Linked DNA regions of Mus musculus: all the other regions are linked to region 2. The links are chromatin contacts, called in public Hi-C, HiChIP or PLAC-seq and promoter capture Hi-C maps. All regions are on one chromosome and are shown on one strand. The core of a region is the stretch at or near the end of the contact, and the rest is flanking DNA. Distances in the headings are between cores, read along the strand shown. Region 1 overlaps Grid1 (glutamate receptor, ionotropic, delta 1). Region 2 holds the start of Grid1 (glutamate receptor, ionotropic, delta 1). Region 3 overlaps Grid1 (glutamate receptor, ionotropic, delta 1). Region 4 overlaps Grid1 (glutamate receptor, ionotropic, delta 1). Region 5 overlaps Grid1 (glutamate receptor, ionotropic, delta 1).

Region 1 (6,114 bases), core at 2,503-5,002, 230 kb after region 2:
GGGTGGCTAGGAAAACATTGGCATCTGTTAGCCTGGGAAGCCATAAACACTAGATCTACTCCCTTTCCTATGAGCAGCTTCAAGGAGTACAGATTGTGTCGACCCGTTCACTAAGCAGAAAAACAATGTGACTTTGACAAGTTCTTTTATTCCTCCAAGTCTCCCAGTTCCTGTCAAATGGGTAAGAACTCCTGCCTATGTTCTTAAACATGTTTATAGAGAGGCTGAGGAAGGTCTGAGTCCAGAGGAGGTTAGAGACTGGAGCTAATCTGCATGAGCTGCAGATGTTCTAGAACATCTTTACGGGTGAAGGGGGGCTGTGGCCCACTGAATGCTTACCCCCACTTGTTCATGTCATCCTTTACCAGACCCTGGATGTGGTCTCTGGGCAGGTGGAATATAGTTCCTTGTCCCTTTGGCTTTGGGATTGGCCATGTGACTTGCTAATGGTGTGGACACAGAGATAATAATATACCAATTCTGAGCTTGGGTCACAGGAGATTCTGGGTGTTTCTGTCTCTCTTCTGGAGTTTCTATGATTTTCATCTTTAGGAAGAGAAGGAACTCATCTTTGAAAACTCGTTGATCCAAGGAGAATGAGAAACATGAGGACAAAGAAGAGCCACTGAGCTGAGCCACACACCTACAGAGAGAAACTGACCTGATTCAACCATCCACACATCTCAGAAGACACGAAGTTTGTTTCAGCTGCTGTGTTTTGGGAGGCTTGCTATGCAGCATTATTTTGGCAACAACTAACCGATACACTGGGCCATATTTCTGTGCTCTGTACTTCTTGCGGGTTGGGAATCAGAGCATCGAGTATAGGGTTGGGTTGTGTATTTGCATGTGTACAGGTGCAGAGAGCACATGGTGGGTGGGCAGAGTAGGGTACCATGGATGGGATGGCTCCAGTGGATGAAGGCAGTAGCCGTGAGGGTGAGGTGCTTACTCTGTGATAGGCTCTGTACATGCCTTTTCTGCCTCACCTGGGAGAAATCCTGTTTTCGATCTTGTTTTCACAGCTGAGGAGTCTCAGGCATATAGTATAATATGCATGTTTGTATCCATGAGTATATATTCATGCATATGTCAGTGCCTTCTCACATAGAAGTGTCCAGCCCCAGAGAAGAACCACAGGACCTTTGCTGACTGAAGCGTCATTCCTACCAGGCATCCATGACAGCTAGCATTTGTTAAGGTTTGTCACAGGTCATAACTTTTTGTGTCTTTCATTGTGGTATCCTCTAAATTCAATAGGTAGTTTAAAAAAAAAAAAACCCTCATCTTACTTGTTGTTGTTCTTGAGAATGTGGGATGCAAAGAAACATGGATTGGTATAGGGTTTGGTTGGCAGTAATCTGTCTTGGTGTTGTCCTGGAGGACTTCCTACTTACACTTATAAAGCCTGTATGTTGTATACCTTAAGGGGCACTATTCAGACTATGGCCATTATATCTGGATAGCTATCGGGATGCACTTCCAGCAAAGAGTGTGAGCAGAGTAGCTATTTAAGGTGTGTGGGACTGTGGAACTCCTGTCTACTCACATCAGACTAGAACTGGTAGCATACAGTGTGAACTTGATGTCCTGGACAGATGCAAGACACATGGATGTTAGCTCCCTAAGGCCTTTTATGTAGTTCATAGAGCTACCACAGACACATAGACCATAGTCAGAAAGATAGAAAGACAGACAGACAGATGACAGACAACACACATTTGAATTCACCCACTGGCAAAACATTGTGGCTATTTCTTCCTCTATTGCTCTTTGCGGGTGGAATGCCCCTTTCACAGGGGTTGTCTAAGAGCATTGGAAAACACAGATATTTACAGTATTATTCATAACAGTAACAAAATTGCAGTTATGAAGTAGCAATGAAAATGACTGCATGGTTGTGGGTCAGCACAACGTGCGGAACTGTATTAAGGATCACAGCATTATGAAGGTTGAGAAACACTGGGGTAGTGGGTCCTAAACAAATGTCTAACAGGAGTGGTGCCATCTTGCTGTTGTCCCCTAGCCATAGCCATCCCGAGTAAAATGACCCCTGATAGAAAACCTTTAGTGCTGAGATTCAACAGAATACTTCTAATGTCTCAACATAACCTGATGGATTCACCTCAAAGTTATTAGGTTATTCCAGGAGGAGTCCTTGTTTCTATTATTGCCCCCTGTACCACACCATACCCACGAAGCCTTTCCTGCAGAGCTCTAGCTGTTTGGCTCTCTGCCTCCAGGAATGCCAATCAGAGAATGCTTTGTTTTTCAGGCCATCAAACTTGGAAGTAGTTGGAGCTGTGTCTTAAGTTTGGTGTCAGGGTTGCCTTGAGGAAGGAGTTACCTGCAAGATGAGGAGTGAGCACTGACAAACTCCATCCCACCTGGGCAGCAACACTGATGCTCAGCTTCGGACTTAGGCATGCCTTGTCCCAGGCTCGCAATCCTGTGCTGTATTTGTGTTGGTATTCACTGTGGGGTATCCAAATGTAGGTGTGGCCTAGCCTGTGGGTAGCTATATTGTAGCTATATTCTCTAGCCTCCAGGTCTTAAATCCTCTAGTTCTCAACTGACCTTCATCAGTTCATTTTCCTCTTTATTTCTGGTATCTTTCACTCTTTTCCTCCATTCTCCCTCCTATCACACCCATCAATTCTAATAAGCTCTCCCTAGACGCCAACCTCTAGCCCTGGAACCTCCACACTGTTGGCCAGCACTCAGTACTTCCCTCTGACTTCCATGACCTCTTAGATGGGCCGTTTGCCCTGTGTCCTCATCTGACCAATAGGCACCAATCAGAGAGGCATGTGGCTTGGTTAAGTGTGCAGCTCCCGCATAGAGCATCAACTTGAACTCAAGGTCCCTCTCCCTATTCCCACCCCTCAGTACAGGCGCCTCCCCCAACTCTCAAGACTTCACATCCAAGTAAGGAAGAGCTGCCTACTGCCTGCCACTTTCTCTGTTATTCTCTGACCACATGTACACCGCTTTTATATGTAATTACTTTTAACCTAGACACAATTTTGTGCTCCGCTTTTCTAACCTAACATCCTGCCTTAAACATTCCCTGTGTGGTCTCAAAGCCTTTGTAACAGTCGTTTTAATGATTGCATCTAGATGAAGAATTGATGTTCTGTAGCTTACCTAATGTTTCCTGTTATTGGACATCATGACTGTTCCAATCTTCTATCAATTGTTTTTGACAGTGGTAAAAATCTGCATGGGTACCGTTTTATTATTTTCTTTGAATTAATTCTTGAAATATTCTTTGAATATTTGCTTAAAGTTTCCTGGAGCATGTCGGAAGGTCAGAGTGGGGAGCTGCATTTGATGGATAAGCACCTTGCTGACTGGCACCTGCCTGTTCTTGGCTCTGCAATGAGAATGTTAGAGGACGCCATTTTCAGTTTGCAGTCTGGAACACAAGACTTTGAAGAGTCTTGTCTCGCATGGCTTTCTGACCCTAAGTCAGTCTGGGCTGTTCTTCACATTGCTAACTCTGTCGTCCTGTTTATCTCCCCACGGTTGCTCAGGCCAGCCTTTCCTGGACACCTTGCTGTCTGTAGTCCTGCTAGATATGAACTGGTACCCAAGCTTTTCCTTTGAGCTCATGTTTCACACTGCAGTGATCTCTCCGTCATATGCAGTTTTTGACTACTGTCAGTCTCGCCCACTAGATTCTAATCTTTGCTAGAGAGGGAGTACAGCTGCCTCTCTCCCCTAGTACTCGACATGCAGAATGGGCTTTATAAGTGCGTTCAGGATGGGAAATGCAGCCCCCGCATGCCCAGAACAACACTGATAAGTGGCGGCTGCCCCCTTCCAGCTCCGCTTTCTCTGAAGAACATTCTCTTTCCATCACTGAGATCTGTATCTCAGAAGGTCAGGACTCAGATTGGAGTTTTGTGAGAACAGGAGGCAAGCACGGCAAATGTATTCATAGGGCTCTGGGGAGAGCAGATGCAGAAACCAGCAGGGCCTCTGGAACAGAGGGATGGCTCCTGAGAGTGCCTCTGAACTCTGCTGACTGGAACCCTGGGCAGAGAATCCAGAGTCTGGGCCTCAGCTCCCTCACATTTGTGGTTGACATGCATCATGCCCCTCTCAGCTTGGGGACAATGGGATCCTCCCTCACCCCACTGTCTTCTTGGGCATGTTAAACTTACCCTAGTCCTTGCGTTATCCCAAATACCTAGTTTCTCGTAGGTATTTGGGATAACATTTCTTGTTAAAACACAGCACATTCAACTGAAAACACTCCTTCAACTTTCTGAGGGAAAAGGTGCTGAGAATTTAATCCAGATGTTCAGAGCAACTGGAAATCACTACTTAAAAAAAAAAAAAACCACCTCTACCTAATTATGTGAATAAATAATGAGGTAGGGAGTGGGTAGGTTTGATTTGTCAGGTAGAGTCATCTCAGCAGCCGAGTGCAGGCATGTGGAGGAGGCAGGGGACCTGTCAAAGCCCTGTCACCTGCTGTAGGCTTTGCTTGCTTCCAGCTTTTATGTGATATATCTTTTCCCTTCCCATTTTCACCTCACATCCCAGGCACCTGCACTCCAGCTTGCTTTCCAGTTGTGGGTCATGTGGACAGGTTCAGTGCACTGCCATAGGTCCCAGGAGATTAAACTCTCTGATACCCATCTGGATTCAGTGAGTCCTGAGTGTGGTACCTACTGTAGTATAGTGTAGGCACGAATCAGCAACCAAAGGGACAGTGAGGCTCCACTATCCTCAAGACTGGGGTTGGGTTTGGCCAGACCACTGAAGAAGCCATGAATGGTATTTAGCATTTAGCTGGTTGAGGATTGCTTCAGATGTGTGGGCCCCAAGCTATCCATGCTTCTTCTGTGAAATATTGCTAGCTAGGGCTGGCCTTTAGATTTACTGAATATGGTGGTCAGATGCCTGCATAGCTCGTCCTTGAAGCAGGAACCTGTAAATGAGACTAAGCCACACTGGTGAGTCTGAGCTGTGCTTCTGATAGATTAGGGGACACAGGTATGGGAGAGAGTGTTGGGTCTTCTCATTATGTTCCTGGCACCCACACACGTACTGAGACCTTGCTGTTAGAGACATGTGAGCGTGGAGAGTAAGTGTGTTGGGTGGGAGGATGTGGGTCCAGGTCCACCCTGGACTGGATGGCGACTTTGCAAAGGCATGGAGATCCTCCTTTCTGCTGGTTTAGTGTTGAACCCTGTGATGGCTATTCTAGGTTGCCAAGTTGACTGCTATGTAGAATGAACTAAAACCCAAGCAACTGGGTACACCTGTGAGAAATTTTTCTTTTCAAATTAAATTATTTGAAGTGGAAAGACCTGTCCTAAATCTGGATCTTCTAAGGTGGGAAGATCCACTTTTAATCTGGGCCACACTTTCTTCTGGCAGCCTGTATAAGGACCTGGACAAAGGAAGCTGATTGCTGATTGCTGAGTGCCTGCCTGCTATCACTGCCATTACGGTCTTTGGGGTTCCAGAATATACTGAAGGTCAGCTGAGACACCCAGCTTCATAGACTGAAAAAAACACTGGATTCTTGGACTTTCCATTGTTTGATGGCCATTGTTGGACTAGCTGGACCATAGCCTGTAAACCACTCTAGTAAATCCCCGTCCTAGATCAATATATAGTCAATGGATATAGATCAATATATAGAGAATATCAGTTCTGTTTCTCTAAAGAATCCTGACTAATACAAGCTCTGTTCTATATTTCCCTAAGTCTGTTCTTGCTAACTCTGTAAAGCTAAGAAAGTGAGAGAAGCAGATTGCAGAAGAGCTCTCGCCAACTTCCATGTTAGACTGGAGCATGCCCTGTCAGCATGTGCATGTGTGTATGTGCATGCGAGTAGTTTGAGTAGACTCCGGGGTGGCAGTGGAGAGCCCCAGGCTTGAGGAAATATTCAGTGGAAGGAGCTCTCCTTCTGGGGCCCAGGATATGATGAATGAATATCTCCAGAGAGCCAGGAACACCCTGCAGTGTGTGGTCAGTGCTGTCACCGGATGACTAATTCATTTCTAGTGTGCAAGACTTGGCCCAGCATGCTTAGTAATGACTTTCTGCTTCCTCCATGACATGGCTGGGGGAGATGGAAGGTGATCAATATGC
Region 2 (5,384 bases), core at 1,946-4,445:
CAACTAAAGGATTGGACAGATTGACTCACTCTTGGTTTCCATAAATACACCTTTGTGTAGTGAGGGATAACCCAAGAAGACTGAGTTCTGATTCTCCCAACAACTCCTCCCATGTTGTGGGCAAATCCTATCTTTCTGTGTGCGTTAGTCTTTCCCTCTGAGCAATGGGTATACATCTCGAGGCCTAGACACTGATAGCTTGCCTTCGATATCTAGGTTATTACAGAATGGTGAACTTGTGCTGTGTTTCCTGAGTTTAACAAACCTGATTTTGCCAGGCATAGTGGCGCATGCCTTTAACCCTAGCACCCAGGAGGCAGAGGTAGGCAGATCTCTGTGTGAAGTTAGCCTGGTCTACAAAGCATACTCCAGGACAGCCAAAGCTACATGAATTGGAGACTCTAAGTGGCCACATCACACTTACCATCATTTCACTATGGAGTCAGTCTGCACAAAAACCAAATGTTGTTCTGTCTCAAAAGCAAAACAACAGTAAAAAAATTCAAAAGTAAAATAAATAGGAGAGAGAGAGAGAGAGAGAGAGAGAGAGAGAGAGAGAGAGAGAGAGAGAGAAAGAAAGAAAGAAAGGAAAGAAAATGACACCCGATTTTGAGGAAAGAGTTTTACAGTCTCAGAGATGGTCAGGACTTGTCAAGGCTGAACTCAGCTAGAAACAAAGGTTGGGTGAGCATGGCCCCCAGCCCTGCTCTCTGGGAGCTGCTGCCAATCCTAACATCATGCAGCAGAGATAAGACCACAATCCTCCTGCCTAGAGATGGGTCTGCTTTGGTCTCTTGTGGTCTCTGGACTTCTCTAGAAGTAAGAGTTGTGCAGAATTGCCCTAATGGCCAGGGATGGAGTGTGCAGGACCTTCTAGTTTGGGCTTCTAGTGTGGCGTGTTCTGTAGATCAGATTCACAGGCCCCAGCTTCTCTGGATTACCCGGGGATGGCAAATGACTCCGTAGCACCCCGGGGTTTGAAGACAAGGGGTGCTCAGCTCAGGAGGGGAGGTTTCTCCAGGCTACACATTTTCAGGGGCTCCAACTTGAGATGTGACCTGCAGGTCTCAAACTATAGTGACTCCATCATCCAGGATTGAACCGTGTGCCTGTGTTCACACTTCCTTACTGTCTTCCCACCATGGAGTCAGTCCCCACAGGAGGAGCTACATTGTTAAATCCTGAAGCTGATGAGACTTTAGTTCCCACTTCCCTACAACTTTTCAGCTAGGGAATGCTGCAACTTCGCAGGGCTGAAAAACTGGAGAGGCGGGGATTTTGGATCAGCTGGATAGGCACTTCCCCCCTCCTACCGCAGGGTCCTGTGGTGGTACCTTTCTTGAAAAGGTAAGTTGTGTAGGGCCGCACTTAGTCCTGCAGCCCAGCCTCCCTCCCACCCACGGGAGGGAGGCTTTTTCTCTCTTCCGCGCTCACCATGTCCCCTCATCATAGAACAGTGCTCTTTGATGTCGCATAGCCCCATTACCCCTCTGGTCAGCTGAGACACTGCCTAACAACAGCTTCCAGGACCCTTCTGGCCTCTCTGCACAGACTCCTCGCCAACCCTTTAAAAGCTGAATTTGCCAGTGACAACTCAGTGGCTGGCAGCTTCACACACACACAAATGCACGTTCCCCACACAGTTCTTTCTTCTCTTCCTGTTTTGGCTCACTAGCAGCACCAAATGCCTGCAAGCTTCTCCTCCCTAAGTAGCCTTTGGAAACTATCTTCTTCTTTCAGAATCCATAGCTGCCTTTCTCCCTTAGGCTGGGCCAGAGCCCAGGCCCAAAGCTCCTCAACTGTCCTCTCCACATTTTTTAATGACCTGTATGGCCGTCTACCTTTCCTACGGTGCTGGGAGCTCTAGGCAAAGCTGAGCCTATCTTGGTTCTTTGAACCCAGTGCTCATCCTGGCGCCCAGTTCTGCCAGACTCAGCTGGACCCGGTTTCCGAAGGAATCAGAATCCTGGAGGGCTCAACTGTTTCCCTGAAATCTTAGGTGTGTTAAGTGGAGCCTCGTCCAACTAGGACCTGGGTGAGAGAATTGAGACCGGATTGCGACCTCGCCCCCCCCCCCCCATCTCTCAGCAGCTTCACGGGGGTGGTCAGCCAGAGTCAGGGAACCCGGAGGCGGCGGGAGCCCCGCTCTGCTTCCGCGGCTGGGAGCGAGCTTTCCTCCCGGGCTCGCTCTAGAAGGCTTCGTACAGGTCGCTGTCTGAGAGCGCCGGCCGCTTGGAAGGCTCCTCACGTCCAGGCGCCGCGGTCACGGCTGCGCCGGTTTCCGGCCATGAATTGGGCTTCAGAGTCTGAGCCTCCTGCCCGACTCCGGGCTCAGTGCACCGCCCCGGGGGCGGGGGATGGACGCCCGCCGAAATCTACCCGGACAGCCAGGGTTCGAGCCCGCCGCCCGCCCGCTAAGCATCCCGATGCCTCCTGGCTCGGTGCCCCGGTCTGTAGTCTCTTTGCAGGCTGCATGAGTCGGGGGTCGGGTTCCGAGACCCCCTGATCCGTTCTGGTCAGGGACAGGACTGCAAAATCTCGGCTGAAGTCCCCCAGCGCCAGCGAGTTCCGAGTTCCCCCTCCCCGAGGGTAGTCGATGGCTGTGCCTACTCCGTTTCTCCAGCGAACCCAGAGGCCGGGCCCACACGGCCAAGCCTAGGCTCGCCGCAGACAGACCAAGTCCCCACCGTGGTGCCGTCCTCGTAGCATCCCCCGGCCGGGAGCGCGGAGCACCGGGCGCCCCCTCCGAGCGGGCGAGCGGCGCGCGGCTAGGCTAAGGCTCCGCAGTCACGTGGTGGAGAGGAGGGCGGAGGGGAGGGAGGCGGGCGGGAGGGGAGGGGGAGCGCCGCCGAGGGGGAGGGGGAGGGGAGGGGGCGTCCTCCGCAGTTCGCTCCTCGCCTGGGCTCAGACACATAGCCAGCCCGGAGCCGCCGCGCGGGCCGGGCCGCCGCCGCCTCTGCCTCTGCCGCCCCCAGAGCCGCTCGAGCCGCTGGAAGCGCCGCCGCCACAGCCGCGGGCCGCCCCCGCCGCGCCGGCCTGGGCTCGGGCTGCGAGCGCCGCCGCAACCGCAACCAGAGCCGGCGCGGGAGCCCGAGAGCGCTGGGCTGGGCTGGGCTGGGTTGGGGCGGGCGCAGGGCGCAGGGGCGGGAGCGCGGGGGAAGACGCACGGGCGGGCTCGGCTCTCCCGGGGAGCGGCCCGGGACTGCACCGGGACCGGCGCCTCCCCGCTCCGCGCTGCCCTCGGCCTCGCCCCGGGCCCGGGCGGATGAGCCGCGCGCCGGGGGGACATGGAAGCGTTGACGCTGTGGCTTCTTCCCTGGATATGCCAGTGCGTTACGGTGCGGGCCGACTCCATCATCCACATCGGTGAGCTGGGAGAGCAGACGGACCGAGGCTGGGCGGGGGCCACCTAATAGAGCCGATGATGCGCGGAGTCCAAACTTAGCGGCTCCCCGGGCCGAGGGGCTCGGCAGTCGGTGTTCCCCCGAAGGCCCGCGCCGCCCCGCGGAGGAGCTGTGCTCTGGCCGCTCGGCGCTCCTGCGGGCACCTCGCTACTCCCCGGGGCTCCTGTCAGTGCGCGGGGCCCCGCGGCCTCTGCCGACACTTAGGGCCGCGGCTGCGGGGAACCTGGGATAGACCCTTGTCGAGATGCGTGCCCCTGGCGGGGCTGTCCGCGGGCTGGACCCCTCGTCACAGCTTGAACATTGGGGCCAGGGTCGGATAGGGCTCGGGGCTAGCTAAGTTGGCAGGGCAAGATCAAAGAGGCCAAAGCGGAACCATGTGTGTCTGTGGATGGGTGCTGTCAGCGTGCCAGTGTGTATGCACCTGGCACGGGGTTGGTGTCACTGTGAGAGGGCGTTGGGGTGTGTGGGGCCATCTGAGCTTCTCAGTGCGACTGTCGCGTTCTGTCAGCCTGTTAGAGTGGACACAGTGCTTGCCCGTTTCTCGGTGTGTGTCTGTGTAGCTCTCGGTGTGTGTGTGTGTGTGTGTGTGTGTGTATCTGGTTGTGGCAACTGCAGCCCAATCCTGGACAGTCCTAGAGTTTCTGCCTGATATAAGTCTTGGGGCCAGCGTACAGTGTGGATGGTAGGGGTGAACGGAAGGAGCATGGATAGTGGGGTGGGGGGCGCTGGATGGAGAGGAAGAAGAGGAAAAGCAGAGGAAGGGGAGACCGGAGGAGGGGTAGTGATCAGGAGTTTGGAGCAGAATGGCTGGGATCTCGAGAAGTTGGGCCCGGTTGGGGGACTAACAGCGGTCGCTTATGGGGGAGCCCCTCTGCAGTCGCCTTTCCGGAAGTTGGGAAAGACCAGCTAACACGGATAAACTGGGGGTTGGGAGGTGTGAGGAAACGTGGCTGATGTTACCCGCGGAGCAGAAGGTGGAGGGGATGACAGGGACAGAGTCTCTACTCCAAGGGCTGCGGCCTCCCCTCTGGTGCCGGTGCCGGGCCAAGATCCAAACGTGCTTCCCGCCCAGGAGCCAGAGTGGGTCTCGCGGTCAGCATTGCGGCTCCAGTATAGTGAGGAATTCGGGAGCCGAGTCCTTTTCCTACCCAGCTCTCGGCTCCAGGGCAATTAGAAGGCCAAGCAATAGGACCTTGGCAATGACCCTCGGCGCCTGGTAAAGGGGCTGTGGGGGGTCAGTGAGGACCCCAGAGCAGCAGTCCAACTGATCTCCGCTATAGGGGCAGGGTCAGGGAAGCTGTGTGCCTAGTGAAAGCGTCAGGTCTGCCAGAGCTCCGGATGAGCTGTTCCTGCTTCTAGAAGGGCCATTCAAGAGTGGTTTCTTCTGGGACTCTCCAGTCTTGCTAGATCAGAATGTCTAGGGGTTTAGGATATAGCCCCACCCCTTTCATACATACAGGAAGAGGAAGTGAGAAACGAAGAGCAGAGGCACCAGGCCTGGTAGCATCTTGACCATACAAGATTCTGGTTATCAATGCCTTCTGCTTAAAGAAAAAAAAGTCTTTGGTGCAGGAGAGCCGGCCGGCCGTGGACCACCTTTTCACTTCTGCATTTGCCAGGGAATGCAAAGGAAAAAAAAAAAGTCATCACTCCATTCTGGAATTGGGATAGGGGAACCTTATCATTTTGGAGAATTTACTCTGGTTCCTGGGATGGGATTTATGGGACCACATCAGGTGCATCTGAGCAGGAGGCTACCTCAGTCTCTTACTGTATGGGTCATGGCTGGGACATGAGGTGCTTTGCTTAAGAAGCACATGTGACCTGATGGTAGCATGTGGGCTATGAATGTGTAACTTATGTCAACCGTGCACGTGTATGATGTGGCGAGGGGAACACACCCCGTTTGGGTTATGATGGGAGATGTTTAAACTACCCAATCAACAATCAGCACAGAGTCTTGAGGCTAGTGCCTCATGC
Region 3 (5,833 bases), core at 2,425-4,924, 190 kb after region 2:
GACACTACCTACATCTTGCTTCTGGCAGAGAGATCTGTCCTTGAGTTGGGTATTTACCTGCCTCTTCAATGCAATCTTCAAAGACTGTGGTACAACTTTTGTGTCCAGTGAGTTCTGAGGCTCTCTGGTACTCTTCAGTGTGGGCAGAATTGGTCCGTCTTCAGTCATGGTACTTGAAAAGCCCCAGGAAAGGGGACTGGAATCTGTCAGCCTCTCCTTAGCCTTCCTTCCTCATTCTGGTTGCTGCTACCTCCTCCAAGGTGGGCTCCAGAGGAAACATATTAAACTCAGGTTGGTATAGGAGTAGTTATATAAATCTCATCTGGAAGTTAATGGTACTTAACTTATCACAAGGTCAGGAGGATGCTGTGTGGACAGAGCCACCAGGGAGCCAAAGTCCTCATAAAAGCTTCCTGCACATCTCCGGTCATGGAGGTCACATAGGCACAGAGTGGACTTCAGGTGACGCCACTGGCATTGCCATACCAGTACATCCTCTCCCTCAGAGACTTGACCCACCCTGGGCAGGAGGGCTGGCTTTGTGTGCCTAGTCTGTGTTGCCTAGCGGGCCACCTGATGTACTTTATATCCAGAAATGTCACTGTGCTTTGTCTCTAGGCATTACCTTGTGCTCATGCAGAATGATTCGTAGGTCACCCAGCTAGACCGTTGACTTTGTAAAGCTGGGATCCCAGGGGTCCTGAGGTCCTCTTGGTCTAGAGTTTAATCCCCTCTTGTTTGTGTGTAGAATTCATGCTCAACCTATAAGACCCACTCTTGCAGTTTCTCGAACGCTGTTTTGAGACTTTTGTTGATGGTAAGCAGACCCCTTCATGAGTACTTCCTGGCATCCCAATGCTACTGACTTTCCTGTCTTCAGTTCGGTTCTCTGAAGCTTATCTCAGGTTCTTGTCACTTTCTCTGACATCTGCTACAGAACATGACCTAATTGGGCAGTAGATAGAGTGTTGGAGAAAGCCTGAGTGAGGGATTGAAGTCAGAGTATTGCTGCTGGGGCAACAGAGATCTCTTGAGTAATGACTGGGGCACCCTGCCATTTTTGGGTTGTCGATGGTCCTGGGAATCAGAAGGGCCTGGTGTGTAGTCGGACAACAGCGCCTTTCAGGTCGGAAGAGGTGGCACCCAACCTGGGTTGCTTCTAATTCATCTCAGCTGGGTGTGCTGTTTTTAGTATCTTGGATTTTTCCTCAGTGGTAATTTACAGGACTAATGAGGATGCCATGTTTCGCTGTGTAATGGCAGTTATTAATACTGATCGCACATTAGCAGCTGGTAATGGAGTGGTCACATCTGCATCTTCTTGCCATTCCGGAAAGCTAGACTCCAGCATCAGGTCTCTGGGGAGTTCTGTTGAGCTTTGGCTGAGCCCTCTGGAGAACTGAGCTTGGGGTTGCCAGGCCCAGGTGCGCCTTACAAGGAGCAAGGTCTCTCCTGGGAGACAGCTGAAGTTGCACCCCGTTTCTGTTTGAGCCGGTGACTAAGCTGCAAAGTGGACATCATCTAGTCATTCCTTAGGGGTGTTCAGGCCCAGGTGAAGTCTGGGCTACACGTGGTTCCCAGATAAGCACAGAGTTTGTGCACCTTCCTCCTTCCTGTCACCTCTCAGGTGTCTCTGGCTTGCTGGAGAATTCTGGGTTTGAACTTCTATTCAGTCTCTTCCTTGCTGGATAACCTCAGAAGACATGAGGCTGTCACGGGGATGGATGGATGAAGTAGTCTATGCAAATTACTCAGTGTAGCGGCACAAAGTCAGACCTTAAAAAGCCCCTGCTGTGTACTAATCATCTCGGCTTGGTATGAAGAAAAGAGTATTCTATGGTTTAAATGGATTTTTTTTTTCCTCACAGCTCTGGGGTTTAGGAGTTCAAGAGCAAGGTGACAGACAGATCCAGAGTCTGTTGAGGGTTCAGTTCTCTTTCTGGTTTGCAGAAGTCTGTTTTCACATTGTGTCGACACACAGGGTGGGGAAAAAGCTGGATCATTGGTCCGGCCTCTTGTTTCCTATCAGGGCACTAACACATCACCATCCCGCCCCCCCTCCCCGGCTTCCCCACTAATCTTCCTCCTTCTTCAGCCACCAGGACTAGGAGTTCAACATGGGGGTTGGAGGGACATAGACATTCAGACTGTGACATGCCAGTAATATTATGCCATTGCTCCTTCTGCAATGGCACAGACACACTATTAACAAAGAGCAAAGATGTTTAGTTTAGGGTCCCTGGAAATGCATGGGGAAAGTTACTTTTTTTTTTTTGTGTGTGTGTGTGTGTGTGTGTGATCTTATTTAAGTTACCTAGAGATCTGGAAAAACATCCTCAAAGCACAGAGGTGGCTCATTCCGTTCTTGTCTGGTGGTATTGGAGAGTCTCAACCTTTCTGTCCTTCCATGTCCTCATCTGGGAAATTAGGTGTGATCGGGCATCATCCAGAGGCTGTGGGGAGGGAGACAAATGGTGGCTGAACAGCCTGAAGCTCCAGGGGACTATGTTTTGCCTCTTGGCCTCCACACCCAAGGGTCCTAGAGGCAGGAAGTAGCCATCAAAACTGAAGGCTATCCATTGGAGGTATCAGCTGGGAGTCTTGCCTCAGCCCCAGGGGACTGCTGATACCTCTAAATGCTGTGCCATCCATTATCCAACAAAGCCAGGCAGTGTCCTAAGCAAAAGCACAGTCCCTCCAGATCTTACAGGAAGCGCTGCTAAAAATCAATCCCAAATACCTTGTAAGTGAAAGGTGACAGGGACATCAAACTTTATTTGTGAAAATTCTAAAAATCATTAGCATATTATGGATTCTATAAAAAATATGATCTCACTCAGTTGACGAGAGGGAATTGCAAATCAAAGGCACTATTTATTGCACTGGGAATAAGGGGCCTTGCAGATTAAAAAAAAAAAAAGAAAAAGAAAAACCAAAACCTGATTGAAGGAGCCAGAAATCTGAAACATGAAAGACAGTAGCAGATAAATATCATGGAATTTTCTGCAAATGCTTCCCATCTCTGAACAGAAGTTGGTGAAGAATTATTTTATAAACCCATTTTCATTATAACATGTGTAAAATGCAAATCTTGATCATTATGTAAATTAGTTACTTGGTGTAATTTACTTAATTCAAAGCACTTAATGCAGCGTGGTATGTTTTTTCCAAAGTGCCAGAGTAGACGTTTATTTTAAATTGTTTTTAATCTTGATCTTCCATCCTGATTATTTAAAATGTTTTTCCCTTGTGTTTGTTTTTTAAATGGAAGGGAATAGAGCTTGGTGGGAAGTGGAGTGTGCTCTGATCAGCCAATAGCCTCTGCTGGCAGGGCCCTGGGCAGGGCCAGAGGAGACCCCGTGTTTGAACACAGATCCACTGCCAGAATACACCCCCAGGGAAAACATTTAGGCCTTCTTTCTTCCCAGAATCTACCCTCCCCTGGCTTTGTGGCTGCTTCTGAAACCTGCCCAAGCAGAGCCTCCTGGATGTTATTGGTCCTCATTAGAGGTAGAATTGTGTCCCCCTTTCTCAGAGTTTTCAATGACAGCTCTTTCCTTTCAGCTACTTTGCAACTCTGAAATTCCCATTATCACAGAGGGTAGAGCCGACCTTTTTAGTTTCCTATTGTGTCACCCGATTGTCAGGACGGCACCTCCTTTCCTGACGAGCCTCTAGAACAAGGGAGATGATTTGCTCATTTGAGAACCTTTCTGGGGGCGTTTCCTATGCTGATGAGAAGGTTGGAAGGGAGCCGACAGCGGGGACATCTGTTTTGTGCTGTGGCAGCTCTAATGTGTGCCTCTCACGGAAGCATGCCCAGCTCTCCTGAGCAAGGTGGGGCACTTGTTTGCAGAGTAAAAATGGCTCAGAGAGGTGTTGCAGGAGGTCAATGAGCTTGTGGGGCAATGGATTGGAATGACTATTCCGTGCACCTCTGGTTAGGGGATGGGTGAGGTGTGGGTATGGATGGGTTGATCAAACTTGGCTTCTCTGTGTCCTTCTAGAGCTCTGTATCCCAGGCAACCAGGAGAGAGGGCATTTTGTTTTGTTTTGGGGGGGGGTAGGTCAAAGCTGTCCATGTTTAGGGGTATGACATGATGTATGGGTACGTTAGGCAAGGTCTAAATCACGCTATGCAAGGCTGTCACTAGCTCACACTCTTATCTGTTTGGCAATTTTCAAATATAAAACATGCTAGTATGAATTGTAGTCACCATTTGTTCAAAGTGTCTCCTGAATTTATTGTTTTTATTTATTTATTTATTTTTAAATTGGAGGTTTGGCCCTTTCATCCATTCCCTCAGTTTACACAAATGCCAGCAGCCATCACAAGACAAATTTCTAAGAGTTCATCTTTTTATACTCCTTATATGAAAGAGACTACATGGTACTCATCTTTCTGTGTTTAGCTATTTCACTCAATATCATGTGTTCTGGATTTTCCTGCTTGTTGCAAATGACATGATTTTATTCTCTTTTTTCCTGTGCCGAATAGCGTTCCATTGTGAGTAAATGTTACACGTCTTTATCCATGGATTTGCCGATAGACATGCGGGTTGATCCTATATCTTGACTACTGTAAGTAGTGTTGCAATGGCAAGCATGACAGTGCTAATACAGACATTATTACTATCTAGCTATGGCAGTGGCAGAAGGCCATAAGAAGATAGCCACTGAAATGACAGCTTGTTGTATCAAGGGAGGAGAGGTGACACTGGGAAGAAATGAGACACGGTTGTACATGAGCTAGGGCCTTCCCTATGGTAAGCAGGCGAGGAGGGGGAATCAGGCTGAGAGCTGGCTGGCATGGGTGATTGCAGTAGGCTTTGGATAGTAGGCTGTCCCTGGCCCTAGGCTGATTAGGGCAGGTAGATTATATCCTGGAGTATGAGAATACAAAGAGAAGGGGGTTGGATGGTGGGTCCTGGATGGGTTGATTTACTTAGAATGGGATATGTGGAGCCATTGGGACTATCTCCAGGAATTGACCAACCCTAAGTGACAGCAGGAACCCTGATACCAATGAACAGAACACAGAAAATCCAAGACATGGGTAGCACAAAGGAATAGCTTTTGGTGAGTGACATTCATTCCAGAGGTACCCTTGACTGTGGTCTGGACCTTCCTTGACTGTAGTCAATTCTGACTAGGATGTTGAGGCCCAGAACAATAGGCACCGTGCTGTTGAGGATAGTGTGTCTCGAGCATCCTCCTCACCTGAAGACAGTCCCTGCCTGGGTTCTTGATTTTTTTTTGCCAGGTCATGACAAAGAATAACCTGCTTCCTGTTTTATTATTGCGATGGACTCATCTGTGTGTCTCTGGCCCCCTTGCTACTGAATCAGCCTTCTTGGTGACTTCTGTAGTCTGCATGGATTGAAGGTATGGGTTAATTTATTCAGAATATACAGCTAGCAAGGGGAAAGATCTCACATTTAAGGCACGCTCCTAGAATGGCAGAGGGATCACTCCCTCCCTGCTTTCAGGTCAGCCCCTGTGAAGAAGGGGGTTCCTTGAGGGCAGATCTGTGAAGCCCTTGAACTCAGATGCCCTGTCACCCATCCCGGGGTCTGACTCAGAGCAGTGTTCGGACAGGAAGGAAGAAAAGTTGGAAGAAGGAGAGAGTCAATAGAAAGAAAAGATGCAGAGCTGGCAAGCTGTGGAAGGAGCAGATGAGACACAGAAGGATTCTGAGCTAGACAGGGCTGTTCCTTATGATGGGTATCATAGCAAGTCTCTGTGGTTTCTGTTCTTAGCACACATTGATGTGTATGGTGTGTGCTTCCTCACCTGTGGACCCAGGCTCATCATACCCTGCTTTGATAGCTGC
Region 4 (5,678 bases), core at 737-3,236, 210 kb after region 2:
TTCTGGGCTTTAGCATTCACTCTGAACTCTCACCCTTGGACAATTGGTCCAATAGCTTATCTTGTAGGGACTCCATCTGAAGGCTGGAAAAGTCTCAGTGAAGGACCTTGGCCATCTATTCGCCTCTGAAGCACTTGGGACATGAACTTCTCACTGGGATTGGGATGAGTCATTTCTTGGGACAAAGCAGAAGGAAAGAAATTCCAGGAAGAAAAACAATCAGATCCTGAAGCAAGATAGAGCCTCTTCTATTGGCTAGAGGTTGTCACATGAGATGCTGACATTCAGAGGGTTAGAGAAGGATCCAGGATTAGAATGACCTATCCAAATCTTGGGTCAGCTCTTTTCAGGGTAGTCTGTTGTGTTATCTGACTGTAGATGATCAAGACACCTCAGGTATGAGGTATAGAGGGAGATGGGGGAAATGTGTGGCAAGGTCACCAGTCTACATAGACTGGAGGGCAGAACTGCCAGAACTCAGAGCACATGGGAGAGTATAGAGCTTGTTACAAAGGGTGATTCTGGCATAGCTTGGGTGGCAGAAAGGGTTCCTGATGCTACCAGACAACCACCTTATATCCTGGGGCTGGATACTGATGAGGGATACTGGGTCTATGTTGCTGCCTTGCACCATGCTCTGAATAAGTGAAGTAGATGGGGACTCTTGTTACTTCTGATGGTTGCGTGAGTTGGGTGTGTTGGCGTTAGTTGCCCTCTCAGATAGATCCTTTCCCACTTAAAAAAATGATTCTTTCCCCTCTTCTTCCATGCTCAGATATCCGTGGGCTCCAAAGCTTCCTGGATCAGGCCTCAAGGCTGGGTCTGGATGTCTCTTTACAAAAGGTGGACAAGAACATCAGTCACGTGTTCACTAGCCTTTTCACCACCATGAAGACCGAGGAGCTGAATCGCTACCGGGACACACTGCGCCGTGCCATTCTACTGCTCAGCCCACAGGGGGCGCACTCCTTCATCAATGAGGTAGGTCATGGGATCTGAGGCCATTCATGCCTGATGCTCAGGACTGCTGAATGGCCTAAGTGTGTACCAGAAACAACAGAGAACAGAGGGCTCAGCCCACAGCACCTAACCATTCAGGAAGAGGCCTGAATGTGACTTGGATACTGGTTTGTCCTCAGCAGATGACTCGGTTCCTTCACAGACCACGAGGAGGCTTTGAGGCTGGTGAGAAGCCTGCATATGTTACTGCCTCAATTCTCTGAGTTGAAACCCAGCATTTTTATTCCCTTTAATTTTCTTTTGTTTGTTAACAGGTATATACCTATAGGGATGGAAGGAATTTCTAGCTCTCTGGAGAAGTGGGCAGGTGTTCCGTGGGATTTGTTGACATGTGATGGAGGTATCTGTTGCATATCAACAGTATCAAGCAATCCCTGAGTGAGCATTATTCTTAGGTGCTTGGACTGATTTGTGTGTGCTTCTTTTAAGAACACCTCTATTAGGGATGGAGACTTTCTAATGAAGACAAGGAGGGCCCACCAATTTAACAAAGAATCCATTAATTTGACATCAGGCTAGGAAACTGTGGACTAGAATGAGCACCATTGGTGCTGGCTCCAGAGGTCTCATGGCAGAGAGGCAATAAATAGGAGGTAGTTGCTAGTCACTCCCTAGGGTTGAGTTTGTTTGGGCGAAAGGAGTTACTGGGGGTATGGTGTGTCTGGGAACAAGTTATGGCCCAGTGGATTATGGGATCATGAGCAGTGGGATGATCCCCCAGGGTTTCTCACATAACCCAAGCCAACTTGGCCGGCCCACTCTGATTGAAGGTAAAATGAAAGAGAATGGCAGAATTACACTAATTTCATCTGATGTACTTTGCTTGCTTACTCTGCTTTCCCCTCTAATTAATTATCATTCAAAATGCTACCTCATGCATCAGGAACCAGCACGAAGCCCACTGCTGGAGAGCTTAACATTGGAAAAGCTTAATTCGGTGTAGTTGGCCAGCAGCCCTGCCGCTCTCAGCTAATCAGGTCCCAGTTGTGCTGGTGGTCAGCCAGGCTGTGCTGTGCTGTGGGTTCTCAGCTTCCTCACCAGAACTGTCGTCTCTGCACGCAGCGATTCAGCTTTGCATTAGCCGGACTGACATGGCCAGCCTTTCCCCGAATGTTCCCAGTGGTGTATTTGCAGAAGGCTGCTCCCGGGTGACTCTTCTCTCTGTTGTTTATTGCCAGGCTCAGGCTCCGCCTGGGGAGAGCGTCCACAGATTCTGCTGCCAGCTTCCCAGCTTCTCACTTTCGTGCTAATTCCTTGGCCTTCCTGCTTTTCCTTCCCCCTATGCCACTGGCCTGCTGGGAAGCTTGGGAGAAGATAGACCATGAGCTTTGCAGTTATGTAGATTTGGATCTAGTCTCTGATCTAGTTTTTAATGGTGTGACATTGATCAATTTGCTTGGTCCTTGTAGCCTCAGTTTATGCATCTGGTAAGACAGTGGTGAAAGAGGAGGCAGTAATGATCAGCATTTGGTACCAAGCTTCTTAGCATCCATCCCTTTTATCTGCACATACATGTATATTTTCCTTCTCCATGGATCTAGGCGTTTCTTGTTTCTAGGCCCCAGAAGGATTTACACTCAACGACAACTGGCCTAAATATGTTATTTCCAAGTGATTAATTATGCCAAGTCCTGTGGTGCAGGGCATACTTGGCTTGGCTTTAGCCAGTTGTCTTTTCTAATCCTTCAGACTGTGTTCACAAATCTTTGTGTCTCTGGGTGGTTGGGGTGAGACTTCCACCAGAGTGGCTTCTTCCCTCGTCTGGAGACTGAGTGTGAGGGTAAGCTCTGGATTTTGAGTCGAAGGACACACCTCCTCTGCCTTTTCTTTCAGCTCCTATAGTGAAAGTCCAGGATCATTGTGATGCCTTTAGAAATGGATGACGCCATGTCCTCCTGATGCCCACAGTGGGCCTGGCCCCTTGTGTTCACTTCCTCTTTAGAGCACTTGGCAAATGAGGAAACCAAAAAGCAGATGTCAAGTAATTTGTATGAAGTCATTTATTTTACTAAGAGATGGAAGGAGTTCCAGTCTAGGTATGGCCAGTTCCAGAGTCTCTCCTCCATGCTTGGTGACTTCAGAAGACATGGTGTGCTACACTTTCTGTCATGGACACATGCGTCTGTCTGTGCCAGCTCTGTGGAGGAAGATTTGCCTGAAAGCTTTCCTCGCGCCTCATTTCTGAGAGCCTTACTGTGTAAACATAGATGGCCTCTATTGATCTGAAGGCTGGAGGAGGATAGTTCTGTCCAGCTGTCTGGGCATGCAAATCATCCAAAAGATGGGAACTCACTCCTGTACAGTGGCCTTGGCATTGCCCAGAGCCATTGCTCCTCAGGTAGACTGACCCACTTTCCCCTTTGTTAGTGCAGGATAGATGAGTCCCGCGAGGGTGACCCACTGTCTGCATTTTATGACATTCTAAGCACTGTAAGGTGAAGTAAATACTTCTCAGCCCTACAGGACAGTGATCAGGGCTATGGTGTTGGTTGGGAGGGCACAGAAGAGCTATAGTCCATGGTGGTTGTGTGGGCTTCCCAGTTGCTAAGCCTCCCTTCTCCCTTCCAGGAAGCATGGCTGAGTGGGAGGGGATGAGGACAGGTAGCTCTGCTGGAAGCTTACATTTTTTGATATGTGAATCTGCTGTTGTGGCTGGCTGACACCTCCATTGTTGTTAGTCAGAAGCCCTGCCAATTGGGACCTGCCAGGCTGTCAGTGAACCAAGTTAGGAGCTGCTTCTCTAAATAGTCACCTTAGTGAAGCAGATCAGCGCTACCCGCCCTTGGCCTGGAGGTTACATGGCATCACTGGATTATCTGTGACTCTGCATCATGAGGGACAGTGTTGCCTGGGGCTAGCAGATGCCCAGACTCTGGTCTTGATGATTCCAGGAAGTTGGTCAGAGACTGAGGCCTTGGTGCCTGCCCAGGGCTCTGTGGGCTCATGGACCCACTCCCAGTACTGTTTACCACTCAGTCTTGATTCCTTGTCCTCACCTCTCAGGAGTCAGGCTCACCAATCATGATGTTAATATATTGTCTTGAAAAGGTGCACGCCTTTAATCCTAGCACTCAGGAGGCAGAGGCAGGTGGATTTCTGAGTTCGAGGCCAGCCTGGTCTACACAGTGAGTTCCAGGACAGCCAGGGCTACACAGAGAAACCCTGTCTCGAAAAACCAAAAAAAAAAAAAAAAAAAAAAAAAAAAAGTAATGAGAGGGTTAAGTATTTGGCTTGGTGTAGAACAGTTGGCTAGCATGTGCCAAGATGCTATCCCTAAGACAACAGTAAAATAGAAACAACAACAAAGTAAAGGCAATGAGAAGGCCCTACGCTGGAGCAGCTGAGTGTGGAGGAGAAGCATCTCCTGGAGCAGCTGAGCTGGGAGGAGATGCCTCCTGACCCTGATCTTGGAAGGATAGTGTCCTGGTATTCCCATCCCATGCCTGTGATCACCACATTGATGTCCTTGGGGCTTGCTAAACACTTTCTTCCTCCAGCAAGGCTTGCTGTGTTCAGCTCTTGGCCTTGGAGGGAGGGTGGCTCTTTTCAGTCATCCTAACTAGGGAGAAGATTGGGCTCATTGTCTTCCCAGTGAGGCTTTGACCGCTGGCTGTTGAATGGCTTTAGTGGATTTTAGTAAGTTTACCTTTGATGTTATCTTCACTCAAACCTGTCAGCTGGCTCACAAGGTGGGGAGGTGGGTATGGTCCTTTTTATCTCACTCCAGAGCCTGTAAAACTCAAGTAATGAAGTCAGAAGCTTCCAAGAAGAACTAAGATCAGGGCCTTGCCCTGGGAATCCTGTTCACCAACAGCTTCTGAAGTTGTCCTCCACTCACACCATTCCATCTGTCACATTTCCAGGTTTAATGAGCCCTCCAGTACTGTGACTTGGTTCCTGTTTCCATGGGACTTTCTTCTTGGTCAGGGAAGATGGAGGTATGAACAGCTCCCATTATCTACAATGGCAGAAGGATGGAGAAGTACCTGGTAGCCTGGGAGACATAGCCGCAGTGCCCAGGAGGCTTCCTGGACTCAGCAATAATGACGCTAGATCTATAGGAAGGAGCTGGCAGTGAGTGAATGGATATGGAGGGTCTGATGGCGGATGGATAGCTTAGCATCTGTGATATGTGAGAGCAGAAATTGATGAAACCAAGGCCAAGCTGATGATGGCTGGAAGGTTCCTGAGTCAGGATCAGGGACTTGTGTCTTCCTGTTCTTATCCCTCTGTGTGTCAGGTTTGATGCGGGAGACCAGCTCTCCACTGCCAGTTTGTTCCTAATTGGCTGTGTGTTTTCCATTTGTTACCAAGTCTATCTGCCATCTACCCCTCCATCTACTCAATCACCTATGCACCACACTGTCTGGTGATTTCTGCGGATCAAGGACCATACCAACTACGAGAATGCAGGAACTAACTAGCCTTTTCCTTGAGTCCACCTGGGCCACATGCTACAGGGCACCCTCAAGGACTAACAGAGAGGACATGACCTGGGGCTTTCACCCACTGAGACTCTCCCTGACTGTGTGGGTTCCTGAATTTTGTCTTTTCATCACATCATTATGGGCTTCTGCTTTTGGCTGTTTACAGTCCGTCTCTCTCCTTCACTTATTCTGTATCTCCTTCTCTTTCCATCTTCCTTGTCTCATTAGAAA
Region 5 (5,778 bases), core at 2,958-5,457, 150 kb after region 2:
GCTGCTTATGTAGCTTCAATGCATTATCATTTAGAAAAGCAGAAAGTTCTCAAATCAGTTCCCTTGTCACCCACCCAAGAAGCTAGAAAAATAGATAAAATGAAATCCAAAATAAGAAAGAACGGGATGGGAAACAATAAAACAGAACAGAGAAAAGCAATACAAAAAAATGAAACCCAAAGCTGTTGTTTGTGATGATAGAATTGATAATTCTCTAGACCAATGAATTAGAAGAAATAAAACTATCCACCCACTCACCCACCAGTCAACAGCAATGACCTCGAGAGAAGCCAGAAAGCTTTACAACAAGAAAGGAGAGCATTGACATCTGTGCAGATGTCATTGACATTAGAGACCTAAGAGAGGGATATTATGAAAGCCAGTATGATAACTGACCTTACAACTAGTCTGAAATTGGCAAATTCCTTGAAGGTTGTAAGTTGGGAAAACATGCTAAATAGGAAATAGAAAGCACGAATAGTTATATTGCTGTTATAGAAACTGGACACAGAGCTTAAAATACCTTAGAAAGAAAACCTCAGAACCAGATGGGTTCACAGTTGACCTCTGCCATATGTTTTAGAAACTAGTTTTACTGACATCAGACTTCTCTTCCAGAATACTTCCCCAAAAGATTCTTGTGAGGCTCATGTTATCCCACTGCTGAAATGGACTAAAATATTATAAAAAGTCTAAGCTGGTAAGTATGTACATGTAAAATCTTCAACAAAAGATTAGTGATAATCTCTAAACAGGAAAAAGCAGACTTTGTCCAGGGACACAAGGATGGTTTGATATTAAAAATCAAATCATGTTGCCTGAAGATTTTATCGAAAGGACCCAGATGTAGCTGTCTCTTGTGAGACTATGCCGGGGCCTAGCAAACACAGAAGTGGATGCTCACAGTCAGCTAATGGATGGATCACAGGGCTCCCAATGGAGGAGCTAGAGAAAGTACCCAAGGAGCTAAAGGGATCTGCAACCCTATAGGTGGAACAACATTATGAACTAACCAGTACCCCGGAGCTCTTGACTCTAGCTGCATATGTATCAAAAGATGGCCTAGTCGGCCATCACTGGAAAGAGAGGCCCATTGGACACGCAAACTTTATATGCCCCAGTACAGGGGAACGCCAGGGCCAAAAAGGGGGAGTGGGTGGTTAGGGGAGTGGGGGTGGGTGGGTATGGGGGACTTTTGGTATAGCATTGGAAATGTAAATGAGCTAAATACCTAATAAAAAATGGAAAAAAAAATCATGTTGCCTGGTGGTGGTGGTGCATGTCTTTAAATCCAGCATTCTGGAGGTAGGTGGCACTCAGTTCAATTTCAGTGTGGCCCCAGAATGAGTTCCAGGACAGCCATAGTTATACAGAGAAACCCTGTTGTGCACCACCCCCTAAATATTTAGAATCATTATACCAACAGATTTGAACAACGTACATGTTTATGTTGTAGCACAAAGCATTTGAAAAGATCCAGTGTCTCAGGAGAATAGGGCACAGGGAGACTCTTCAATCAGGAAAAGAGTGTCTGTGACAACCTAGAGCTAGTACCGTCTATAGTGGGGATATACTGCATAACTTCCCTTCAGGATCGGAACCTGAATGTATGTCTACTCTTACTGCATCTATGAACATTTTGCAGAATGTTTAGGCAAATCAAGTAAGAAAAAGAAATAAAATAAAAAAAATTAGGAAGCAAACCTAAGATGTTTAATCTACTGATCATATGTATTGAAGTTCAGTGCGATCTACAAAAAATTATTGGGATTAACAAGTGAATTTAATAACATTGCAGTGTAGAAATTAGTATTTAAAAGTCAAGTGTGGAAGTATATAAAAATAAATAAAGAATACTATCTATAGTAGTGTAATAATTTGAACTCTGGTAGGTTATTGATGGGTTTGTAATAGGTTCAACAAAAATCAACAGGACCCCTGTATACATATAAAACTATAAAACAAAGCTGAAATTGAAGATGCCCAAGTGGAGAGGCACACAGTGTTCACAGATCCAAAGACTCATTACTGTTTAGATGCCAGCTGTACCCCAAATGAATTTTCTCGATATAATGCAATCCCAGGAAACCCTAACATATGTTTTAAGGGGTGGAAATTGACAAGCTGACTTTAAACTTCACACAAAAGTCTAAAACACATAGAATAGTCAAGAGCATTTTGAAAAACAGTAATGAGGCCTACCATTACATGACTAGGAAACACTGAAATCCTACAATAATCAAACTGCTATGGTATAAGCACAGATAAGAATGGCTACAGCAGAATAAGCAGTGCAAAATCAACTCCCACTTACAGGGATGATTGATTTTCAACAGAGTTGTAAAGGCAATCCTGGGAAGAAAGAAGTCTTGCTGCAAATGGTGCAGAAACAACTGAGTGTCTGTCTGCAAGGAAAGATGCCTCAATAGCCTTGCACTCACCAGTGTAAACTCAAGACTGTGAAAGGACTGGGGGAAGACAGAAGGTAGTGCTTGTGGTAGAACAGAAGGCAGAGGCTGTGGTAGGACGGAAGGCAGTGCTTGTGATAGGATGGAAGGCAGAGGCTGTGGTAGGATGGAAGGCAGTGCTTGTGATAGGATGGAAGGCAGAGGCTGTGATAGGATGGAAGGCAGAGGCTGTGGTAGGATGGAAGGCAGTGCTTGTGATAGGATGGAAGGCAGAGGCTGTGATAGGATAGAAGGCAGAGGCTGTGATAGGATGGAAGGCAGAGGCTGTGGTAGGATGGAAGGCAGAGGCTGTGATAGGACAGAAGGCAGAGGCTGTGGTAGGATGGAAGGCAGAGGCTGTGGTAGGATGGAAGGCAGTGCTTGTGATAGGATGGAAGGCAGAGGCTGTGGTAGGATGGAAGGCAGAGGCTGTGGTAGGATGGAAGGCAGAGGCTGTGGTAGGATGGAAGGCAGTGCTTGTGATAGGATGGAAGGCAGAGGCTGTGGTAGGATGGAAGGCAGAGGCTGTGGTAGGATGGAAGGCAGTGCTTGTGGTAGAACGGAAGGCAGTGCTTGTGATCTGCTGCTAGGCAAAGACTTGTCAGACCAAACACTAAAAGCACAATACATGAAAGGAAACTAAAGTTCATAAACTAGATTGCACTACAGTTAGGAGCTTCAACTCATTAAAAGATAGTACTAAGAGTATAAAAAGCCCCAGACTGAGGGAAAATATTTACAGATCACATATATGATAGAGGATGTGGGATATATTAATAACTCTTAAGATTCAATAACAGCACAATTAAAAATACATTTGAACATTTGAATAAATACTGCACCCAAAAGGATAGATGGATGGCAAAGAAGCTCATGAAAAGATGTATATTATTATTATTATTATCATCATCATTATTAGGATGAAATTAACACTACAATGAAATGCTACTATATTGCTCCTCAAATTGCTGAAATAATAAAAAAATAATAATGGCCGCGCCAAGTCTACAACACACCGAGCAGCTGTGGGACAATCTTAAATTGTGCTGTTGGTTTGAAAACCAACACCACCACTTTGGAGCAGTTTGGCAGTTTCTTGAAAAGTTAAACACACACCTGCCACATGAGTCATTCGGCTCCCAGGTATTTATTCAGGAGGAATGCAAGTATAATTCACACAGAGATGCATGTAAGCAGTAGCTTAACTTGTAATACCTCTGACCCGCAGCTCAAGTATCCAGGGACAAGTGAGTGGGTAGATGAACTGAACATACCTTTATGATGGGCCACCACTCAGTGTTACAATGTAGTCAGTTATGAGGACAGGAGCAACAGGGGTAGTTTACAGAATAATTAGGTAGCATGAAAGCAGATAGGCAAAGAGTATACACTCTGCACTTATAGAAAACTATGGAATAGCACAGTTATTTAAGAAATCCATAGTAATAGATCGGAGATTAGTGCTTGTTTAGGGACAAGGTAGAACAGAAGAGAAAAGCAGGGACAGAAGAAGACTTTGTGATGAGTATATTCTCTATCCTGATTGTAGCCATTCATATGTTAAAAATGTAATTTACTATATCCATTACACCTCAGGATAACTGTTACACAAACTTCCCAGCCTTTTCTCAGTATCAAACTGCCTGCCACAGGGGCTGTTTCTGTCCTACAGAAAAGCCATCGTGCTTGGGTTCACTCAGACAATTGCTCACCCCATGCAGTTTCCAGAGGCTCCTTAGAGGATTGGTGTTTGTAACATCCGTCACAGATGGGAGCCATGCCAGCATGCAGAATTCCTGTCACACGCTGGAGAGAGAGGGTGGAGCATCTGGGATTATGTTGTAAGCAGGAGTCCCAAATACAATAAGCAATTCAGCTAATAGTCCTTGACATGGGCTACAAAGGAAGCTAAGTGAATCGAGATCTTCTCAATGCTGACATCATGGCTTTTAATCTCTGAGTTACAGTTTTCTTCCTTTATCACCCATCTGCATTAGAGTTGATTGGTAAATCTCTGGCCTTCTTGGAAGCCATCCAGTGGGGACACATTAGTGGGTGGGTTATGGAGCAGTGGTGGGGAGAAGTCCATCAAATGGGCTCAGACAGCACTGTAATTAGCATGCCCCAGACACCAGGGTGCTGTGCTAGGCTGGCCTTGGCTGGTCTCACTGTGGTGCAGTTTGTTCTTTTCTACAAAGAACTTCATTTGTGGCAATCAATGAGGAGCAGTATGGTGGCTCCTCCACTGCTGCCTCATGGTTTCGTGGCCTAGAGCTTCTCTTTGCTTCGGGTGCTAAGTTTTCCATGCCAGATTTCCAGGGGCAGTGTGTGCCATCCTCAGGGCAAGGTTTCTTGGAAATGTCCACAGACCCTGGAACTCTGAAGCACCTAGAATCTTGTGTCACAACCATCAGGAAGGCTGAGCAGCCATGGAGAACTGATGTCAGGGGCCTGTATAGGAAGATGAAAATGGCTGAATGTCCTTCTGGTGTCCTTCATCGCACTTGACTTGTGATAATAGCTTCTAAACACAAGACTACCAATCTAAACACACAAGACTACCAATCTATATGCTCACCACGTAAGTGTTCAACGCGTGCCTTCTGAATGCCAGCCTGAATTCTAGGCTGTGGGAGCTCACACACAGCAAAGAAGGAATACATGAGGAAGCCAACCAGACAAATATTCTAAGTAATCCACTCTTGACATGACTTAATGTCCTTAGTGCATATGGCCCCCCTCTCATTCAAAGGTTCCATAATAGTACATTGAAATGGTATGTGCATGTGTGTGTGTGTGTTTCTGTTTCTTAATTAATTTTGGAATTAATTAAGGAATAAAGGAATGAATCCAGAGCCTCACAAATGCTAGGCAACTACTCTGCCATTGGGAGATATCACAGATCATAGGTTCTAATTACATTTGGAACATAGTATAGGGCGTTAGAGTCTCTCTCTCTTCACAAAAAGTGATACTGTCATATCTCCCCAATCAGGACCCTGGGCAACCTTTTGGTCACCTTAGTCTCTGTTCTATTCATCAGTTTGTTGGGATGAAGGAGAGGAACAATTGAGGTTATCTTTGCCCACTTGTTGGCCTGGTATCTCCAATGGTTCTCTCCGGTGTCCTTCATTTGTAGAAGCTGAAACTTCTCTTGGGATCATTGGCTGGTCCTCTCACCTGAGGATACCACCTAGAATGCCCTTCCCTTTGTCCAGCCAGTCCTGCCGGCCACAGTCTCCTATATTGCCTTTGTGCAGGCTGCAGGAGCAGCAAAATTTAGTGGTGCCTGAGGTCCAGAAGTGTGACTCAGGTCCCCACTGTGGCTCTT

Evidence for each region. Promoter capture Hi-C pulls out the DNA fragments that hold promoters and counts their contacts. A called contact is a pair of places that touch in the nucleus more often than the background predicts. HiChIP or PLAC-seq counts read pairs in DNA pulled down with a chosen protein or histone mark.
Region 1: an H3K27ac HiChIP or PLAC-seq map of VIP interneurons shows a contact between it and region 2, with 2.7 times the contacts expected there. The contact joins the enhancer-like site here to the promoter of Grid1 in region 2. A contact is called at or near these places in 4 of 39 promoter capture datasets (embryonic stem cells and liver), 3 of 484 Hi-C or Micro-C datasets (cerebellum, cortical neurons and embryonic stem cells), 8 of 115 datasets of contacts at active chromatin or transcription factors (VIP interneurons, embryonic forebrain, embryonic stem cells and 1 more) and 1 of 9 other capture datasets (embryonic stem cells).
Region 3: a promoter capture Hi-C map of hippocampal neurons shows a contact between it and region 2, with 4 times the contacts expected there. The contact joins the enhancer-like site here to the promoter of Grid1 in region 2. A contact is called at or near these places in 3 of 39 promoter capture datasets (embryonic stem cells, hippocampal neurons and stem cell-derived epiblast-like cells), 1 of 15 datasets of contacts at CTCF or cohesin (embryonic stem cells), 7 of 115 datasets of contacts at active chromatin or transcription factors (a beta-TC-6 cell line, embryonic forebrain and embryonic stem cells) and 1 of 9 other capture datasets (embryonic stem cells).
Region 4: a contact with region 2 is called in a Hi-C map of cerebral cortex, with 2.6 times the contacts expected there. The contact joins the enhancer-like site here to the promoter of Grid1 in region 2. A contact is called at or near these places in 6 of 39 promoter capture datasets (embryonic stem cells, hippocampal neurons, liver and 2 more), 1 of 15 datasets of contacts at CTCF or cohesin (embryonic stem cells), 2 of 484 Hi-C or Micro-C datasets (cerebral cortex and embryonic stem cells), 5 of 115 datasets of contacts at active chromatin or transcription factors (astrocytes, embryonic forebrain and embryonic stem cells) and 2 of 9 other capture datasets (embryonic stem cells and pancreatic islet).
Region 5: an H3K27ac HiChIP or PLAC-seq map of neural progenitor cells shows a contact between it and region 2, with 4 times the contacts expected there. The contact joins the enhancer-like site here to the promoter of Grid1 in region 2. A contact is called at or near these places in 3 of 39 promoter capture datasets (embryonic stem cells and hippocampal neurons), 4 of 484 Hi-C or Micro-C datasets (cortical neurons, embryonic stem cells and ventral hippocampal neurons), 5 of 115 datasets of contacts at active chromatin or transcription factors (embryonic forebrain, embryonic midbrain, embryonic stem cells and 1 more) and 1 of 9 other capture datasets (embryonic stem cells).

What each region holds. Positions count from the first base shown.
Region 1 is chr14:35,045,664-35,051,777 of GRCm38.p6, forward strand. All of the region lies in intron 4 of Grid1 (glutamate receptor, ionotropic, delta 1), which reads left to right. Among named protein-coding and RNA genes, the nearest start is that of Gm41133, 85 kb to the right of the region's middle. Within about 2 kb of position 3,753, at least 4 of the 459 cell types and tissues checked have an H3K27ac peak or open chromatin away from gene starts, as enhancers often do. A contact at or near this core is called in VIP interneurons, where this site is marked.
Region 2 is chr14:34,816,941-34,822,324 of GRCm38.p6, forward strand. Grid1 (glutamate receptor, ionotropic, delta 1) reads left to right here and starts at 3,196. Exons shown (of 16, transcript NM_008166.2): 1 at 3,196-3,366. The coding sequence starts at 3,288.
Region 3 is chr14:35,005,532-35,011,364 of GRCm38.p6, forward strand. The region is part of intron 3 of Grid1 (glutamate receptor, ionotropic, delta 1); the gene reads left to right. Among named protein-coding and RNA genes, the nearest start is that of Mir346, 110 kb to the left of the region's middle. Within about 2 kb of position 3,675, at least 13 of the 459 cell types and tissues checked have an H3K27ac peak or open chromatin away from gene starts, as enhancers often do.
Region 4 is chr14:35,025,970-35,031,647 of GRCm38.p6, forward strand. Grid1 (glutamate receptor, ionotropic, delta 1) reads left to right here. Exons shown (of 16, transcript NM_008166.2): 4 at 776-981. Among named protein-coding and RNA genes, the nearest start is that of Gm41133, 100 kb to the right of the region's middle. Within about 2 kb of position 1,987, at least 7 of the 459 cell types and tissues checked have an H3K27ac peak or open chromatin away from gene starts, as enhancers often do. A contact at or near this core is called in cerebral cortex, where this site is marked.
Region 5 is chr14:34,965,069-34,970,846 of GRCm38.p6, forward strand. The region is part of intron 3 of Grid1 (glutamate receptor, ionotropic, delta 1); the gene reads left to right. Among named protein-coding and RNA genes, the nearest start is that of Mir346, 73 kb to the left of the region's middle. Within about 2 kb of position 4,208, at least 27 of the 459 cell types and tissues checked have an H3K27ac peak or open chromatin away from gene starts, as enhancers often do. A contact at or near this core is called in neural progenitor cells, where this site is marked.